Regions from separate parts of the Mus musculus genome. Here region 2 is linked to region 1. A link is a contact called in public Hi-C data. All regions are on one chromosome and are shown on one strand. Each heading gives the region's core, a stretch centred on a gene start, on an enhancer-like site or on the middle of the called end of the contact. The rest is flanking DNA. Distances are from core to core; before and after follow the strand shown.

Evidence for each region. Hi-C and Micro-C count contacts between places; a contact is called where the count stands out from the background.
Region 2: a contact with region 1 is called in a Hi-C map of B cells, with 6 read pairs. The contact joins the promoter of Scyl3 here to the promoter of Mrps14 in region 1. A contact is called at or near these places in 3 of 484 Hi-C or Micro-C datasets (B cells, CD4 T cells and muscle stem cells).

The regions. Positions count from the first base shown.
Region 1 is chr1:160,192,389-160,198,823 of GRCm38.p6, reverse strand. It overlaps Mrps14 (mitochondrial ribosomal protein S14), which reads right to left and starts at 3,609. Exons shown (of 3, transcript NM_025474.4): 1 at 3,513-3,609; 2 at 1,720-1,878. The coding sequence starts at 3,557.
Region 2 is chr1:163,926,610-163,933,621 of GRCm38.p6, reverse strand. It overlaps Scyl3 (SCY1-like 3 (S. cerevisiae)), which reads right to left and starts at 3,857. Exons shown (of 14, transcript NM_028776.5): 1 at 3,436-3,857; 2 at 1-143. The coding sequence starts at 93.

The DNA of each region.
Region 1 (6,435 bases), core at 2,360-4,859:
CCCAGCTCAGGGCCTGGACTCCCTCTTCCCTGGAGGCTCTTCACTATATAATTCTGACATTTTAGTTCTCGTTATCTCTCACTCTTGTTTCTATCTATCTTTCTCCTCCCACCTCCCCTTTCTGTCATAGACTTTAATATTGCTTGAATTTGGCTCATTTTGCCGGCAGAGATAACCTATCACTGAGTAGGTTCTCTTTTGAGTTATTGTGAATAGTGCTGCTCCATACATCCATGTTTAAGTCATTTAGAAAAAATATGTGATGCATTTATCGGCCCATGCAGAGACACATAATTTTTGAAGGACAAAAGCTTTAAGCATCTGAGCTGATGATGCTTAGGAAAGACCATGGCTTGAGACTAGTAAAAAGTTCATCACCAGGATCCTCAAAGCCTTATGATGAAGATTCTGACTACTGCAGAAATAAAGGAAGGTAGCCAGACAAGGGCCATGAATCTTGTCCAGGTAATGGCTATGAAACTGGGAAGTGGTTGAGGGGAGAAAGTATGGCAGATTAGGCTCAGGTTGTCAGTAAACACTTATCAGATGTGTTAGCACACCACTGATCCTTGATAGAATGTGGGAGACACACAGAAAAGTACATACTATTTAAAAGGACAAAAATTGCAATACTTAAAAAAACCACTAAATAAATGATTGCATGTGCAAATCTACTGATGTCTAAAAGCTTATGCATTTGTTGATATTAGAAATATGTGGGGAATTGCATAAAACACAATGAGGTCAATGAACAAATAATAAGTATTCTAGAAGAAATGTAGACTTAGCTATGCATGCCCTTCCTTGTCCTCAAAAACTGACATTAGAACAGGAAAATGACAGCAGAAAAGAAAGCACAAAAGAGCATTCTGGGAAAGCCTTCTGGAACTGGACATAAACTTAACTTGTAAGCCTCAGACAGCCCTGATAGTTAAATAACTTGTTATCTTCACGGCTACTGCTGGTACTAATACTAGAGGCATTTCTCCTGGTGTGTATGTGGGGTAATATTCTTCATAAATAATTTACTCATTTACCCTCTGGCTTGATTGACAACTAAAGTTTGTATATATTTAATGAAATACTGGTACATTATCTTTCTACTCTTAGCAAATTTCAAGTGAAGACTGCACCACCGACGACTACTCTAGATTTCAGCACAGTATTTCTTCACCTTCTAGCCCTGCTTACCTCACTCAACAGGGTTTCTGTATAGCTCTGGCTGTCCTGGTGGCTGCTATATCTTTTAAATTTTGCCTGTTTTTAAGCAAATGAGCAGAAAACTGAGTTCCCAGGACCTCTCTCTTGTGGCTTTTACCACAATGTGGTATTACGCTTCTTCTACTTAATAGGAGAAGACAGCCTCGGGCACTCAGCTCAAGACAATGTTGTTCATGGAAGCAGAGAGTAAAATGGTGGCTGCCAGGACTGTCTGTAGGGGTCAAGCCCAATTGGTCAAACAGGCACACGATTGGTACTAGTACTTGGTACTAGTACTTTCTAGGGATTATATAATGACAAGGCTGAAGAACCAGGAAAGACTGAGTAGTTGTCCTTTATCCTAAGCTGACCAAAGCCAGTTTTAAGGCTATATATGTAGACTTGAATATTTGATCTTATTCTCCAGAAATTACATTAAGAAGTTGCAATAAAACAGCATAAAACAGAATATGAGGATAGTTAATGCTTTTGTGCAAGAAAGGGACTCAACTGGCTAACCTGAAGGTCCTTTGGCAAAATGGTATTCTTTCTGAGCGAATTGATCCGAAGCCTCTCATCTGCATATTCATAAGCCATTTTCCGTCTCTTCAAATCACGCAACATTCTCCAGTCTACATAGTAACCTCGAACTTGACCTGACGCTGATGGAGGAACTGCCTAAAAAAGAGAGACAAGGATTATCCTACAAACTTTCAGTCACTCGTTAAATGACTTTGAGCAGTTAAATTCTATTTGGCATGTCTGAGTGCACATGTGTGCTTGTGTATGGACGGGCATGTGTGGAGGGTGGACAAGGACAACGCTTCTGTGAGTCAGTTACCCCCCTACAACATGGGGCCTTAGATTGAACTGCACAGGCTTGGTGGCAAGCATTTTACCCACTGAGCCATCTCATGGGGGGAAGACTTAATAGTTTTAGGAAGTAACTTATGGCATTTATTTGTGTGTGCATGTGCATACCTCATGCATACTACAACTCAGGTGGAAATCTGGGGACAATTTGCAGGTGTATTCATTCTTCTTTCTTAAGTCACTGTTACCTTCTCCCACACCCTCAGGTTCTGATGACTTCAGTACCCTTAGTTATAAAATTAGAAGCAATCTGGAGAGAATTTCCAAACTCCCACTACCATACCTGTGCCCCCTCGGCAGTATTTGTACTACACTCTACACCCCTCTCATTGGTTATATGACACCTCTGTCCATTACAGTGGCCATGAACCATGGATACAGCTAATACGCACTGGAACTGTAAGCAGTACAAGTGGGGACATAATTCTTGGTATTAACTCGCTTAAAAGTTTGGTTTTGGTCCAACTGCAAAAGTTAGCATCCCAACTGCGATATATATATATTTTAAGTGTCAGATACACAGACTTTGAAACCTGCTTCCAACAGAAGAATGCAAATGTCACATAAGTCATTCTAATTTTGACTTGTTAGGATAAGGATAGACCTGACTAAAAATATCTATCAAAATTAACCGCACCTCCTTTTTAAACTTCAATATAAATATTAGAAAATATTTAAATTATCCTTGTGGTTTGCATTACAATTCTACTGGACGAAACTGCTATTCATGACTTAACCACATTCCTAAAATCAAAATTCATACACAGACTATATCACCTCTTGCCTGCAAAAAAAAGGCAGATCTCCAGCGATTCTTCCCTATTCTTTATATCAGTGTTCCCCCACTCTAATATACAGATATGACGCAATGTCACAGTAAAGAAAAAACAACCCAGGTCCACCCAGGTCTCCCTCTAGTTGACACCCCTCCCCAACAAAACTATCCAAGACTTCTCCAACGTCCTTTGCTGCTCGTTCCAGTTTCTATCCGCATCATAACACTCCCACTCCTTAACTCTACAGCCAATTCTCGGCCCTTCCTTTAACTAATTCTGCTTTAGCGGAATGGCCTGCTCCCCATTCGAAATTGTCACCACCTGCTTCCAAGCCACCACTGGCTGACAGCTAGTTCCCTACAGTCTCTTTGCATAATCGGAGCCTCTGAGGTCTCAATCATCCGACTCTCCCCTCTCTTCTCCACTCACACTCGGCTCCTTATAACCCGGAGTCATTCTCGCAGCTTTCACATGACGGATCACACCTGAATACCAAGCCCTCGACTGCTGCTCTGGGCTCTCCTAACCTAGCCAGGACGGGAAAGCAGATAGGAGCCTTGGGATCGGTCCTCCGTGCGCATTACAGGTGACAGGGTTACGAGGGACCCACAGGACACGGAAATCAGGGAAGGGGTAGGCTGGCGAGAAAGGCAGGGGCCTGACCTGCCGGAAGGTCCGCAGCAGCGAGCCTAGCACGGACGCCGCCATGTTGTCTGCCCAGCCAGCCAACCACCGCCGCAGTACAACACCGGAAACAGGTTCTGTGGAGGCGGGGCTTATGCCCCAAAGGGCGGGTCCAGGGCAGGATTTAGCCTATAGAGAGGGAGAGGGTAGGTGCGGGATTTGAAATAACTCTCGCGTTATTTCATAGATAAGCAAATCATCCATGCGGACCGCCCACTTAGGCAGTAGGAGAATAGTGAGCCTGCGCGATCTCTCCTGGCCCTTGCTGTTCCTCTGTCCCAGCCCCGCCCAGCCTGCGCCTGTGTTCTGCGCGTTGGCGCCACCCGGCGGAAGCTTGGCAGCATTTGTCACTCATCCTGCAGAACTGGCACTGGTCACATTTCTGCTGTAAAGAAGATGGTAGTGGCCCTGATAGAGTTTCTGCTTGCACGCCAAGGGTTTAAATATGTATTATATTATATATATTATATTTATTTTATTATATTATATCATATCTGTATTAAGGTTGTATAGGTTTTACGTTTTTGTCTCTGTGGGTTGGACGGCGGTAGTGGTGTGTGTGCATGTGCCTGCTGTTTTCCCTTTAGTACAGGGCACTTTCCTGCCATCTTCCTAGCCTGTCTCCTAGATGTGTTGATGGGTGCAGTGAGGAACAGCCCATTGGGCTCTTTACACAGGAAGCTCCCAGGAAGAAGGAGAGTTTTTTTCTTTAAGCGTTACAAGTTAGTGAACATTTCTAATGGGCTAGGGAAACTCTGACTGAAACCATTTGGCAGGATAAGACAACCAGGAGTCCCTGCCATCATACTAAGATCTAAAAAGTCCTAGACCAGCAAGCAGCATCAAACCCTGGTTAAAACTCATTCCCACTCACCCCCACGCCACACACAACATAATTGGGCATCATCTACAGTCATCTCAAGATATGGGTACACGGCAAACTCTTTTATTATGTTTCTGTTGTTTTAAGATGCCTGTTTGTTTTCATCGGGAGTTAGATAGGAAGGGAAGTGGGAAGATCTTGGAGGAGATGAGGGAGGGGAAATATGCTGTATAAAAATATTTCTTTTCAATTAAAAACAGGAAAAGTTTCACTAATGTGTTACAATTTCAGAAAGCCAAACTTCTGGAAGGGGCTTGAAAGTCAGAAAGATATGTTTATAGGCTATAGAGTAAGAAATGAGTTTTAGGGCCGGGCGTGGTGGCACTCGCCTTTAATTCCAGCACTCGGGAGGCAGAGGCAGGTGGATTTCTGAGTTCGAGGACAGCCTGGTCTACAAAGTGAGTTTCAGGACAGCCAGGGCTATACAGAGAAACCCTGTCTCAAAAAAACAACAAAACAAAACAAAAAAGAAATGAGTTTTAGGGCTGGAGGGATGGCTCAGCAGTTAAGAGCACCGGCTGCTCTTCCAGAGGTCCTGAGTTCAAATCCCAACAATCACTCAGTGGCTCACAACCATCCGTAAGGAGATCTTACGCCCTCTTCTGGAGTGTCTGAAGACAGCAACAGTGTACTTACATATAATAAATAAATAAACAAATCTTTTAAAAAGCGAGTTTTATACAATTAAACTATTGCACAGACCCATGAGTTGAATTCCTAAAAGGTCCAGAAAAAAATCAGAAAGATTAAAATTCAATGTGACCGTTTACATTCTCCCTCTATTCTTGAGTGTACTGAGAGACTTTATTTGGAGTCTTCTCACCCTGAGCTTCCATGCACAAGCAGATAGTATATGTTGCTAAACAAGCCAAGAAGCCTTCAACGTAAAACTGGCCCCAAGTTTCTCTGCAACTGCATTGAAGGTTACTTAGAGATCAAAGCATTTCTTGAGACAGGTGCCTGTCAGTATTATCCTCCAGCAACCCTACCTAGAAACTTGGTCTGGAGCTGGCACTAGATAACCACTGCTGTAGTCTCACTGAATGGATAGCTTCCTAGACACCAGTGCATGCTGCAGCCTTGTGAAGAGAACTTGCTGAGCCACCCTCTGTCCTCCAACTGCTATCATTCCACATTTATCAGCTTTCTTTGGGTAAAACTTGGTTTCCCCTGGTAGGCTAGGTTTTCATCCTGCATTACAGTATGACAAGGAACATGGCCAAGAACCCATCTCCGTGTGTGTCATAAGAACAGGCAGGAAAACTATATCCGTCTAGAGTTGGATGTAGGACCAGCCCTAGGAGCCAGGTGATTGTTTGCCTTGTTGAAAATGGCAAATTAAAATAATGGTAGTGCATGCATGCAATCCCAGCATTTGGGAGGGTCAGGAATTCAAGGCTAGCCTTGGGTGCACAGCAAGTTTAAAGCCATCACAGGCTACAATGAGACCCTGTCACAAAATAACAAAAACATAAGCAGCAACAAGAGGCAGTGGCTAGTTGGTGGCAAATGGAAAAGTATCCCAGGACCTGGTGCGCTTAGATCTTGTAGGGTAAATATTCGTGACTTAAAAGCATTTGGTGTACTTTATCAGCTTATTATAAAGAATAAAAATGGACAAAAAGATGAAGACATGTATAAGACAAAATAGAAGAGACACAGAACTTGATGCCCTTCTACTCCCCAGGAAACACCACTCCTTCCCCCCAAACTCCAGGGAGCTCCTTTAAACATCATTAGTAACTATAAAAAGTAGAGTAAAATATACATAATGTTTTACTCCATTTGTACTCTATAATATGATATATAAGATTGGGTAATTCATAAAGAACAAAGATATGGGCTAGGGATGTAGCTCAGCTGGTAGAGAGCATGCCTAATATGAGCAATCCCTACATAGATCCCCAACACTGCATAAATGGACCATAGTGGCTTTCGCCTGTCATCCCAGACTCAAGACATGGAGGGTCAAAAGTTCAAAGTTACCTAAAGTCTGAGTCCAGCCTGGACTACATGAGG
Region 2 (7,012 bases), core at 2,608-5,107, 3.7 Mb before region 1:
CAATATGGCGGGATAAACAGCAAGTCCAGATGGTAAGGTAAAAGGAGACTCCCTCAGTGTGTAGCTCTTTAAAGCGCTGTTCTCTGATCCCATCCCTGTTGCCGTGAGGCAGTTCTGCAGCTCCTCCTCAAATCCAAACAGCTCTACAAACAAAGAAGAAAAGGAACTGAGACATTAAATCTCGATCTGCAATATTAGCCAGGCTGGCTAATCCAGGTTTCCTCAATGTGACCACTAACAGGTACCCACTCACTCCTGCAGTGCCCACAACTGCATCTGAGAGTACAAATGGGCAACGAGCAGCAAGTTATCAGGAATGCGTGTTACTTAACAGCTAACAACTTCAGAGAAACTGTATTTTACCAAACAGTCACGTGCAGTTCCTCCCCCAAACCCAATCGTACACAAATATCTATAAAGTTTATAAACTTCTTCAGTTAAAGGTAAGTAGCCTTTAGATAAATACAAACGCCATAATTATGACACAAATCTCTCAACTTTAATTTTCCTTGTACTTGGAAGAAAAGCCACAGATATAATCTATGTAATGCTGCTAAAATCCATGCCTATCACTGAGTTTAAAGTGTGTATAGATGCATACACGTTACTATCGAGAGAATGAGAAGATGTGAGGGCGAGAAGCTATAGAATACTGGCTTTTTCAAAATCTCGGAAGATTATCAAATGCACTGAGCTCAGTTTGTCTCTCAAGACCCACTGTGACAGGCCAAAATGCAGAGAACAGGAGACTGCGGCGTTCAGTCCCAACACACAGACCTGGAGCGCGATTTCTGCACTTGAGACTCTGGGATCAGCTTGCAAAAGCCAGAGGGACAGGACGTTTGTTGTGAGACTCTATTTCCTAGGAAAAGTAAGAGACTTTTCTTGTGCTAATAAAGTCAGAGATTCAGACCATCTTGTTAACACGGTCGCCTAAGTAAGACCCAAACAACAAGGACACCAATGGACAAGCTAACTTGAAAGAGTGAAATCTCACACAACCTCACTCATAGCCAAAGAACTACAGGGACCCAGGGAATGCTGAGAATCAGAGATGTTTTCCTCCAGAGGGAAGGGCTCCCAGCTGGTTAGTCAATACCATGTGCTCAACATTAAGATCACACTTGCTTGCTTGCTTGCACACACACACACAGAGCAAGATGTACTTCTGTATTTAGGAGCACACACACATGCAACAAGAAAAAGACGATGAATTTGAGAGAACAATGGCAAGGAGGATGCACGGGAAGGGCTGGAGGGATGACAGAGAAAGGGGGGAAAATGATATGATTAAGTTTAATTCCAAAAAAAAAAATCATATAAAAAAAGGAATGACAAGGACCAGCCATATTTTACTGGGACAAGAGAAAAGCAATGCATGCAGCCAGAGAAAGAAGCTCTGATCATGGATGCAGTGGTCCCTGGGCGGCGAGGGCCTTCTTCCTGCCTCCTGGCCAAAGAGCAGTCGAGTCACAGCCGGATCTTTAGTATCCACAACCAGAATGAAGGGGCGGACCACTGTCTCCTCTATGGATCTGATGTTTTTCTTTATCACTAGTAGCACATCTGAAGCTGGGGTCACCAGGAGGTGGAGCTGGGGCCCCATGGAAGCAAACACGTGGTAGGCACCAAGGAAGTGAGTGGTCAGTGAGATAATGGTAGGCACAAGCTGGGGGAATGGCTGCTTTATAGAGACACACAGGCATCCTCCATCTTGGCCCTGCCTAGTGCCTGCAGGACGAGCAGCTGGCTTCCAATCCAGTTTTTCCACTGCCTCACTGACTAAGCCTCTAGGTGCTTGCGGCTTCCCTGGTGTGGCTTGAGTGGGCCTACACTCCCTGAGACCAACGGACACTTCTACTCTGACCCCTGCTTCAAACACCAGTGAGAAGAGAGGTATGAGTTAGGGAAGGGTTCATTTGAAAAGTATGTGGACCTAGCCTGCATTTTTGGTTCACTACAAAATAAAAGTTTTCAAAATTAAACAATAAAGGAAAACCACAGCAGGTGAGTATCTTCTTGGCAGAAAAACCAGTTTAATTTCGTTAGTCCTGAAGGGATACTGCGGTCACTGAGATTCATGAGCCACGCTGGCAAAAGGCAGGGGCAATGGGCATTTAGCTTACTGATTTCCAATAGCAGGCCAAATCCTTGTTGGAATATTGGCCCTTAGATTATCTATTAACCCTAACTCAATGTTATAAATACGAACATAATACCTTTAGATTTGCAAAAATACTAGGAAGCTACCAAAACCAGTCATTTTTCACAGTGATAAGTCGCCTATGACCCTAAGGAAGAGCACCTTTAAAAAGGCAAGGCTCAGTTTCTACCGAAGCGAATAGGATGCCCTGTACAGAGCCCCGCGCCCAACACAGCAGGGAAAGGGCGCCGAGGACTGGATTTGAGAACACACAAGGCGGTCACTCTGGTTCTCCCCACGCCTGTATCTAAGAGGCAGGACCGCTGGCACCAGCAGTGTTTTACAACCCTCAGGACGGAGCTGAAAGGAGCTTATGGAAATGCAAGACATAAGGAACACTCCCAACTCCACGGATTTTTTCTTGGTTTGGGAAGTAAGAAGGGGACTATGAAATAGTGCCAGGTAGCTTTGAAAGTCACACGAAGGTAGAAAAGGATATTCTAATATGGCATTTTTACTGACTATACCACTTATACTTTCTATAATGAAACGTCGAGTTGACAGTCTAGGATGTGACTGTACACTTTAATCTATCTATGTCTTCCATCCTTCTCATTTCTTTGGCTTCAGGCGAAGCTTCTGAAGGGTTCCATTTGGTTTGGGAGCAGCACCTTGCCTAGGTATTCAACCACATACCACGTGTGCTCTGGGGGAAGTATGTCCCTTAGTTCTCCCGACAGTAGAGACTCTCTTCGGTTCTAGTTCCCTTCGCTTCAAAGAGCCAAAGGTTATGACTTGCCCGAGAGTCCTAAGGATATGTACTCGTTGGCACTTAGATACTGGGTGACAAATCTTACCAGCGGCCCTGTCTCGGCCACGTATGTTCCCTGTCAGGAACTCAACCGCATTGTGCTAGCTGACAAGCAAAACATGTAGTCTCTGTGGACTAAAAGTACTCCGAGGTGTGACATCAGCTCAGAGCACACACATGTCCCCCAACCCAGCAGCAGCAGCGATCCCAGAACTCAGCAAAAGCGACCTTGGGAGATGTTGTTGTCTTTTCTACACGTGAAGCCCGGGGGCTGAGTGTGGACGCTCGTCGGGGACCCTGCACCGCGCGGCCTTCCCGCTGGACTCCAGGCCCGGTCTCTCGGCCCTCCACCGGCCTCGGCCGGCGGGGCTCACCCGAGACGCCAGGCACAGGGGCACCCCGAACTCCCCGGGGCAGCGCTCAACCGGCCGCCCCGGCTCGCTTCCCGCCCCGCCGTCCAGGCCGCACGGCTCCCGGTTACCTGCGGGCGGCGGGAGGAGGCTGGCGGCTCCGCTCCCTCTTGGCCCGCGGCTGGCTCCGACGCTCAGACCCCGGCTCCTCCACCCACAGACACCCCCGAGGACCCGGCTCCGGCGGCTCTCCGAGGGCCCGGAAGCGGCTCAACAGCCGGGCCTTCAGTTCCTCCGACGCCACCACCGAGGCGCGAACCCGGAACCGAGCTAGAGCGGCCGCACAGGTGCTGCGAGGGCGCGGGCCCGGGTAGGTGTGGGCGCCAGGGGAGCCTGCGCCGCACGCCTGTTCCCGGCAGCCGGCTCTGGCGGCAGGGAAGCCTCTCTGCGTGTGTCTTCAGCCCGACTGCAGGGGCATCCCGGTTTTCATGTTTGGGTTTTTAACCAGCCGCTTTTGAGTTCATTTCCGCCCGAATCCAAAATGGCCACCTCTGGCTTCAGACAAGTAAGGGGGCGGGGAGGAGGAGGAGAGGAGTTTGGGGCTGAGCCAGAACTTTTCCGGTTGTGACTGCCCCCTCAGCATCCTGGCCACCAGGATTGGCCTGCTGTCAGAGAAGATATGTATGTATGTATGTATGTATGTATGTATGTATGTATGTATGTATGTATGTATGTATGTATTTAGTGAAGTCAGAAATCATGGCGATTAACGCTTGAGACTTAATTAAGGCTTAAGGTTTCAGATGGAAAACCTGGAATCATAATTCAGCGAAATAGTACAATTAGAAGGAATGTCACGCAAGACCGGAGAGGACCGGACAGGAGGGAAGAAAGTGAAGAGGAGAAAAGGGGAAGGGAGGAGAGGGGAAATAAGGATGGGGGGGGGGTGTGTGGGAAAGGAACGGAGGAAGAGAAGACTACACCTGTGATAGAATTACCAGCTCCAATATCCGCTGACTTCTTGTTCTCTTCGAAAGTTCACCTTCGTTACAATAACCGAAGACTAAATGATCAACCCATTTGCGTGTGGGAGGTCGCAGCCAGCCTCTGCCTTCCTGGTAAAGAATGTAGATAAAGTAACATCAGCTACCACGTCCTGTAAGGCAAGTCAGAATGAGACCAGGATTGTCTTGATCAATTTATTTTGTGCCTTTCTTTTCCTGGAGGAGTAGAATTGAGCCACTTCAACCAGGGCAAGAAATCCACTGGGAGGATGATGCATTCCTGACTCACATCTATGCTGTATCGTTCGCTCTGGGTGCTTGCTCGCATTCTCATCCATTCTTTGATCACTAATCCTAGTCCAGCTGTGGATGGGATCCTGGGTAGCATGTAGCCTGTTTTCTCAAACACGATGGTCACCTACTCCTCTAAAATTAACACTAGAAGACAGTTCCCTGCTGCATGTGTAAGACATGATTGGAAGGGACACACTCAATACTTCTACCATCTACTCACTTCATTTATCCTGGTGTCACTCAGGTTTCTAAATAAACCATCTCTTACATCTCTGCATTAAGATTCCAGATATTTTTGAGGCCACGGGTTAACTTACACATCTTACCCTCAATAGGGTATGTCAGTCATTCTGTCCAGCGGACATTTGATTCTGTAGGAAAAAGGACCAGTATTGTACAGGCACACACAGATTCAGTTACCCCGCCTGGAGTTGGGTGACAGGTGATATTGCTCAGGTGGCACATGGACACGGGCTGGAGATAAGTAAGCTCTGCCCCTGGCTTGCAGTTCACTGATTAAGCCAGGCTCTCTGTCCAGGGAGCCCCAGAATCCACCTGCCTTTGCTTCCCCAGTGCTGGGCTTCCAGGCATAAGAACTTGGATTCTAATGATCAGACTGAGGTTCCAAGCACCTTACTGACTGAGCCATCTCCTAATGCCCCTCCCCACAAGATTACAGATTATTTGCATATGAGCCTTTGTGAAGATTTTGGGCTCACTAGATTCTTATGCCTTTCAGCCTATTTGACCTATTTTGAAGTTACTCATTTTGGCAATGAAAATTCACTTTTTAACATCCTTAAAAACACCATTAATCTGCATTAGATATGGGAAGGGCATTATCTGTAGTATCTGTCTCTAAGTATGGGTTTCTGATTTAAATCCTCCCAATGCCAATCCAAGCGTGAAATGCTTCTTAGCCTCCAAGTGTACACCAATCACCTCAGAGTTTAAGTGAAGAGAAAATAATAGATGTGTTGAGTAGTCTAGGTCTTGTCAAATGGCCTCAGACCTTAGTACAACTGACCCCATGATGGAAGTACCATCCAGGCTGTAAAACTCAGCATGTAGGCAGCACCACGTGCCAAAACTAAAACAAAGGCCTAATCCACCAAAGTCCCTTGTTCTGGGAAAGTCTCTAAATGAACTAACCTTGCTTTTTAGCTTCTGTAGCTCTGCTTCTGGCTAACTGTTCTTGTTAACAGAACATGGTTTTTCTGCTTAAAAGCTCACCCTGAGAAAGGCTCAGGGCTGCATAGGCATCCTGAACATCCAGTGTAGTTGTTGGCTGTCTAAAAAAAACAAAAAAAACAAAAAAAAAAAAACAAACACCTTTCTGTTGGCTTAAACCCATGTCTGAGCAGTCTTTTTGGAGAATACTCCACAATATTTCTGGATACCTCAAAAGATCCCAGAGACCACACTTCAAGATACCGGGGTGGTGGGATGAGGAGGTGTCTCAGAGACCCTTGGATCAAGGAAGAGTTGGGCTGTCAAGGGGCCCCTAGGGGGACACAAGTGGAGATGCTCCAGCTTCCCAGAGCTGCCTTTGATCACTCACTGCCTAAGGTTTTGGAGGGGTCTCACACCTCTACCGGGAAAGGAAGCAGGTTGCCTTGGTCTATGACCTCCGGAGATAAGTCTGGTCATGGCACATTCTGTTTGGACACACAGGAGAGGTCGACATGTCTGCTGATCCAGTGTCCATGTGATTTGTGACTGGATCCTTTTGTCTGTTCAGGTATATAAATGTGGTGGCTACCCCTTGTTGTCTTTTCTGTCTTTGTCTGTCTGTCTGTCTGTCTGTCTGTCTGTCTCTCTCTCTCTTATGTGTCTTTGTGTGTCTGTGTCTACGTGTTTCTGTCAGTTCTATTTCTCTGTATTCACTAGTGGCTTTCTCTGGTGTAAGAACCTGTAACCCAGGCTTAAGACCTGTACCCCATTCCATTAAGGACCCAAATCCTTTTGACTCTGCCAGGTTACCCAGACAGACAGACAAACAAACAGACAGACAAACAAAACAAAACCAAAAGTCAAAAACCAAACCAAATTTAAAGGCCCCACAACTAACTAACTAACTAACTAACTAACTAACTAACTTTATTTTGGACTCAATATAGAATTATTTGATATAGATTTTTTTAGTTAAATAATATAGATTGATTTAGTTATAACCAACCAACTAACTAACTAACTAACTAACTAACTAACTAGAGTCCACCTGCCCGCTTTAGGAGCAAGGGGCCTTGCTAGTTGCTTTGCTACACTTCTGCTCACAGTCAGGGTTGGTTCCTGTGTGGATGTGGGAGGGGACAGGCCTCTCGTCCAGTGCCCCCTGTCCTCTAAGCAGAATGCAGGAAATAGTTCTCTCCCAGGTAAGCATTTCCTCTCTGTGGCCTGCTCTAAACAG